Linked DNA regions of Callithrix jacchus: region 1 is linked to region 2. Evidence: chromatin contacts called from public Hi-C data. All regions are on one chromosome and are shown on one strand. Each heading gives the region's core, a stretch centred on a gene start, on an enhancer-like site or on the middle of the called end of the contact. The rest is flanking DNA. Distances are from core to core; before and after follow the strand shown. Region 1 holds the start of NELFE (negative elongation factor complex member E). Region 2 holds the start of LY6G5C (lymphocyte antigen 6 family member G5C).

Evidence for each region. Hi-C and Micro-C count contacts between places; a contact is called where the count stands out from the background.
Region 1: a contact with region 2 is called in a Hi-C map of skeletal muscle, with 5 times the contacts expected there. The contact joins the promoter of NELFE here to the promoter of LY6G5C in region 2. A contact is called at or near these places in 2 of 3 Hi-C or Micro-C datasets (both in skeletal muscle).

Annotation. Positions count from the first base shown.
Region 1 is chr4:39,476,703-39,479,740 of calJac240_pri, forward strand. It overlaps NELFE (negative elongation factor complex member E), which reads right to left and starts at 1,727. Exons shown (of 11, transcript XM_078368849.1): 1 at 1,658-1,727; 2 at 1,138-1,289. The coding sequence starts at 1,212. SKIC2 (SKI2 subunit of superkiller complex) reads left to right here and starts at 1,903. Exons shown (of 27, transcript XM_008994189.4): 1 at 1,903-1,975; 2 at 2,059-2,162; 3 at 2,748-2,857; 4 at 2,958-3,038. The coding sequence starts at 1,954.
Region 2 is chr4:39,184,717-39,187,910 of calJac240_pri, forward strand. It overlaps LY6G5C (lymphocyte antigen 6 family member G5C), which reads right to left and starts at 1,597. Exons shown (of 3, transcript XM_035295250.3): 1 at 1,473-1,597; 2 at 331-498. The coding sequence starts at 1,593.

The sequences.
Region 1 (3,038 bases), core at 477-2,976, 290 kb after region 2:
ATATTTTTGAAGTTGAAGACAAAGAATTCAATCATGGACCAGAATCCTAGGATATATGCTGCAAGTAAGTGTAAGTCTATGTGCCTTTCTTGGAGGCTTCAACAATCTATTTTCTAAATATTTAATGAGGCCCAGCCATGACTTTGTAACAGGGACATCCAGGAGGCTAATACATGGTTCTTACCCTCAAAAAGCTTACAGTCTGAGAAATAAAATAAATTGAGTGAATTAACAATACAAATATAAGGGGTCTAGAACACTCATAGCGGAAAGCTAGTAAGATTTTCTGATGTTTAATGGCCATTAAACTAGGCCCTCCCCCAACACCTCTGCACGACACGGAGAAGAGAAGGGTATTTTTAAAAAAGAAAACAGGGTGGCAAAGATGCAGAGAAAAGAAGGCGTTGGGAATGTATGTTTTGGGGGTAGTGAAGAGATCTACTTTACTAGACAGGGCTGCCAAACTAAGGTTTGGGGCTTTGTCATATAGACAATGTGAAGCCATCTATGAGTTTCGAGAAACAGAGGAAGCAGAATTTTCTGTTTTCAATGGATTATTTGAGCAGGAGTGAAGAAGTCTGTTCAAAAAAAAAAAGACTAAGAAATTTGTTGAGAGACCATTACAACGGCCCACATGAGTGTCAATAAAGCCCTGCTCAGGGGAATACACAATAAAGAATAAACACGAAAAAAAAAAAAAAAAAGACTTGGCAAATGTCTGGCTATGCAAATAGTGGAGAAGTCAACTATGAGATTTTGAGTCCAAACACATGGCAGAATTGGTGTAGTCAGTCTTATTTGGAAGATCAAGAATAGAAAGTGATAGTTTCAACTTCGGGTATCTGAAGTTTTTCAGTATGACACTGGACAGAACTGGAAACACCGAACTTGGGGATCATCAGCTTTTAGGTGGTATTAAAACCCATGGGAAAGGAAGACAACCCCATGGCAGACTGCATAGAAAGACAGAAGGTCCACACCAAGGCTTGGGAAAGCCACCTCTTGAAGCTACACTGTGAGGTGATATGTCTTCAGGTGTGGGCCAGAAGAACTTCCCCATTCGCTCACACTCACCCCAGGTCTTCTCAGAGTGCAGAGTCTGTGGAAGTTAGGCCATGTCCACACACAGTCCCTCACCTTTTTCTTGAGTTTGTTGAATTTCTTCTGGAGAGCCTCCTCTTCCTCGCTCAGTCCGGGGGGTATCACCAACATGGTGGCTCCTGGTTCAGGGGCAGGGCCCAAGACATCTCTCTCCACTGTTACCACTCAGGATTCACCCGACTTCCACACTGTACCCAACCCCATCCCTTCAGGACTGCATACTCCTGCCTTTGGCATTCCCTACCCCTGGCTTAAACCAGGCTGCTGTCCAAGTTCCCGCTCATCGGGATCATCCAGCAATCCTTCCTGTCTCCAGGGATCACAGACACCAGCACCTCGAGGTACCACGTGGCCCAGGGAGGGACGAACACCCACTCCGTCGGCAAGACTACGGTACCCGACACCCCTACCCTCGCTGGGTTAAGGCCAACCGCGGGGTTCGAACGGCAGAGAAGGCGGTGAAACCAGCGTAGCTCCCTTAGAGCAACTCAAGGGGGTTAGAAGAGAGAAGGGGCTATGAAAAAAGGGGAGAAGAGTGAGGCGTAAAGGGCCTTACCTGAGGGGGCGGCAACCAGGGCCCCAGGGTCTCTGGCCGCGCCCGCACTGGCCGTTGATAGCGGGCTCACAGCGATGACGTAGCGAGGGGCGGAAAACGCGGTAACCAGGGCGGCCCCAGCGCGCACTTCCGCCCGGCCTTCCACCGGTCCAAGTCCGGCCCTCCGCGGCGATAGTTCACACTCTCTGTGGGGCCGTGCCGGAAGTTGCCTTTACTTCCGCCCGTTCCGGGGCGGGGCTTACTTTGCAGCGACTACATGCAGCACTTCCGGGCTGTCCGGCTACTGTGGCTCCAGGATGATGGACACCGAGCGACTCGGTGAGGGGGAGGGGAGTGAAATGGTACGGAGTAGCAGACATGAAATAACCTTTGACCCCTGACTTTTCACCCATCTCCCGTAGTACTACCTCCTCCAGATCCGCTGGACCTACCTCTTCGGGCCGTGGAGCTCGGATGCACCGGGCGCTGGGAGCTGCTGAACTTGCCTGGAGCTCCAGAGAGCACCGTGAGTGACTTTTGACCCTTATCTTTGACCCGTATTGAGTCTAAAACTCCTTCACCCTCCTCTCAGTAGGATCTTGTTCATCTGTTCCTGTACGCCTATCCATCCAAGCCTGAACTGGTGCTGGACAGATTCCAGCCCAGTGTGCCTGCAGTGGGTTACAGTCCATGTGAGAACAGAGCAGAGAGGGCTGGGGTCTTTCAAACGTGACACTTCTCCGTGGAGCTCCCTTCTGTCTCCAAGCACCAGGGCACTTGGTGACTGAGATGCTAGGCTTTGAGCCTCCAACTCTTCATCCTTAGGTCTGGGACCACTTTTTCCAAAATCAGTGAGTCTCAGATTTCAGTGTGCTTCATGATTGGCAGGGAAGCTTTTTAAAAATGCAGATTCCTAGGTCCAGCCTCCATGTTTCTGAAATCCAAAATCTGCCCCAGGTCATTCAGTAGCAGGTAGTTTTTGGACAAGCCTGATTGTCCTAGTCTGTTTGACATATCTGTCATTTCTGATCTAAACACAAATCCTGTCACCTCTTATGTCTGCATTTTACCCTCTTTCCTTACCTAATGCTTCTGGTCTTTCTCGTTTCAGCTTCCCCATGGCCTCCCTCCTTGTGCCCCAGATTTGCAGCAAGAAGCAGAACAGTTGTTTCTGTCATCCCCAGCCTGGCTGCCTCTGCATGGTGTGGAGCACTCAGCCCGGTGAGGAGTCTGGAGGGGCTTTGACCAGGGTGATGGGTCCCTGAAGGAAGCTGCGACAGAGGAAGAAAGAAGACCCAAAAGTTACTTTTATTCTCTCCAGAAAATGGCAGAGGAAGACGGATCCCTGGTCTCTTCTGGCTGTCCTGGGAGCCCCAGTCGCATCCGACCTACAGGCCCAAAG
Region 2 (3,194 bases), core at 347-2,846:
CAGCCTGGCCAACATAGCCAATCCCCATCTCTACTAAAAATACAAAAAATTAGCCAGTTCGTGGTGATGCACACCTGTAATCCCAGCTGCTTGTGAGGCTGAGGCATGAGAATTGCTTGAACTGGGGAGGTGAACATAGTAAGGAGGTTGTAGTGAGCCAAGATTGTGCCATTGCACTACAGCCTGAGCAACAGACCCAGATACTGTCTCAGAAAAAAAAAGGACAGACAGGGTTGTTGGAGCAGTGTCATGGGATCTTGGGGTACAGTTTAGGAGGCTGAGAGAATTTCAGTTTGGAGAGTGCCGGGCCCACAGCAGAAGGCCACTTACCGTTCTTTATGTGGAGAGTGGTGCAGCTGCTGCCAGCCGGGGTGAGGCAGATGTCAGATCCCAGAAGGCACCCTAGCTCCTTGGTCTCCAAGAGGCATCGGTAGCAGCGCAGGTATTTGGGGAATGGAAGTGGTTGAGGGGGTTCCCAATTGATAGGAACAAACTTACCTAGAATACAGAGAAGTGCTGACCCCACTGACACCCCATTCTCCCTCACACCCCACCACTGCCTGATTCCAGGCCACTCAACCCCACTGTTCCTTCCCTTCCTATCTCAGAAAACCACCAAAGCCCCAATTCTCTGCGTCCTTCCCCATCTGCAAGTATATACATCCCCTCTTTCCTGTGGTCCTAAGCCCAGAGCACACGTTAACCAGTCCCCAGACCCAGCAGAGCACTTGGTGTGAGGCAGAATTAAGTGCTAAACAAATGCTTTGAATCCCTTGTCTCTGTGGATGGTGCTTTGCAAGTGGGGAGGCCAGCAGGCTGGACTGTCTTGTTCTATCCTGTGGATTCTGATTCTGTCATCCAGCACACTCCCTAACCCTCCCTATTCTGTGTTGCTCTCAGATCTGAAGAGTATTTCTTCAGTATCTCTATTCAGGTCACTGCTGTGGAGTGAGACAGCCCTGGGGTGATCACTAGAAATCTCCTTCAGAGGCTGGGTGCAGTGGCTCACACCTATAATCCCAGAACTTTGGGAGGCCGAGGTGGGCAGATCACCTGAGGTCAGGGGATCCAGACCAGCCTGGTCAACATGGTGATACCCCCATCTCTACTAAAAATACAAAAATTAGCTGGTTGTGGTGGCTTGTGCCTGTAATCCTAGCTACTCGGGAGGCTAAGGCATGAGAATCGCTTGAACCTGGGAGGTGGAGGTTGCAGTGAGCTGAGATTGCACCACTGCACTCCAGCCTGGGAGATGGAGTGAGACTCAATCTAAAAAAAAGAAAGAAAGAACTCTCCTTCAGAGTGCACATCAGTCCATGAGCAGGTATTCCTTACCAAACCCATCCATCCCCATCTCTCCTCCTGCCTGGGTTTACCTGAGCGTCCTGGACAGATGACCCAGACGCTCGATGTCTGTGGGTTTCTCTATCCTGTAGGCCAGGAGACCCTTCTGACCCCTTAGAGCCACTTACCAAACGCCAAACTCATCATGACCAGCACTATTAAGAAGACAGTGTACAGGGCTTGGGGGGTGCTGTGGAAGCACAGAGGCCCCAGACTCTGGCTCCTTGCAGGGCCTGCCATAAAATGCATGACTGCCTGCTGGCCTCCAGTGTGGGCTTATATTGGTGGAAGAGTGGTTGGCCAAGAGGAAGGAGAGACACAACACCAGCTCAGGGTGGAAATCAGTGCCAGGCCAGCCAGAGGAGCAGAATGTCCTCACCCACGGCCACTCTGGTGCATAACATCCTGCTTGAGGGCAGGAGCCCAGGAATAGGGGAATGAGAGGGGGAACTTTCTTTCCTATTAAGTGAACAGATGTTTACTGAATCACTGCATCAGGTGTTGGGATACAACCGTGCACAAAATTTCCACCCTAATAGGGCACAGTCTAGCAGGGGAGACAAGTCAACCAGCAATGATGTGGGGAGGACAGAGTGCTGCCAGGAGCACCTGGACAGTTAAACCCCTGACCAGAGAGATTCTGGCAGAGGAGTAACTTAATCTGATCTCTGTGTGTAAAGACTGCCATGGCTGCACATTGCATTGCGGGGAGAGTGGAGGCCGCCGGGAAGTAGGGCTATTCCCGACTCTGGTCACGAGATGGCGGACTGGTCCAGCAGAAGACCGGCAGGGACGAGGAGGCTAGGCTCATGAACCTGAGATATATTTAGAAGACGACAGATTTGCTTTTGGACTGAACGAGGGGTAGGCTTGCATAAGTGAGTGGCACCATTTTCCAAGATAGGAAACGTGGTTTGTCTTAAAAAAAAAAAAAAATGCGGTGCCCAGTCCCACTTCCCATACCCTGGGGACACTTGTCAGACGTCCCAAAATGAAGACACCTGGATCCCAAGCGACACGTACTCAGTTCAGTGTCCCCTTGGGGTTCCAGGAACCCAGCGCCTTTCCCCACCTCATCTTCGTTCTTGCCTCGCCTAAGCTCAGCTGTGGCTCAGTGGGCCTGATCTCCGGCGCCCACAGAATCTGGCGCTGTGCGTTCGCTCTTCCCGCTTGACTGCACCTCAGAACTCCAGTAGGACGCGGGGGCGGCCCCTGCCCAAGCTCTGTTCCCTGGGGAAGAAACCTGGGAAGAGTGAACCTCGAATAGGGACCCAAGCGTCCGGCCCCAGCGGACACTCGGAGCCCGGCGCCGCTCCCCCGGCAGGCGGCGCCTTAGCGCCACCCTCCCTCCCAGGCGAATTCTGGAGACCGCGGTCCCAGGCGTCTCACCCATTTCCTCCCCTGGGGACCCCCTGGGCTCCCCAACTTTGCCTACTCGGTCCCCACCCTGCCAGGTCAGTCTTGACTCGGAGACTCATGGTTTTTACTTTTCGGGTCGCTGGGCTACGGGTTGGGGGGAGGAGGGAGGTCCTTAGCGTCCAGGAACTACACCACCTGCTCCAATTTCCTGTCTGAAGATTCGGGTCGAGGCTTCGAACTCGGTTTCTCTGCTACCTCCCAGCCTGTGCAAGAATTATCCAGTCTCAGGATAAGGGGGAAGATGGGAAGAAACAGAAGAAGCCCGCCCAGAAATACTGCAGGAAGGAAGAAATATGAGAGGAAACCGCACGCCACTAAGCGCACCCCCTCCCCTCATCCACTCCGAGAACCTTGGAATGAATGAATTTAAAAACTGTATTAGGGCGAAGCTCGGTGGCTCACAACTGTAATCCCATCACTTTGGGAGGCCG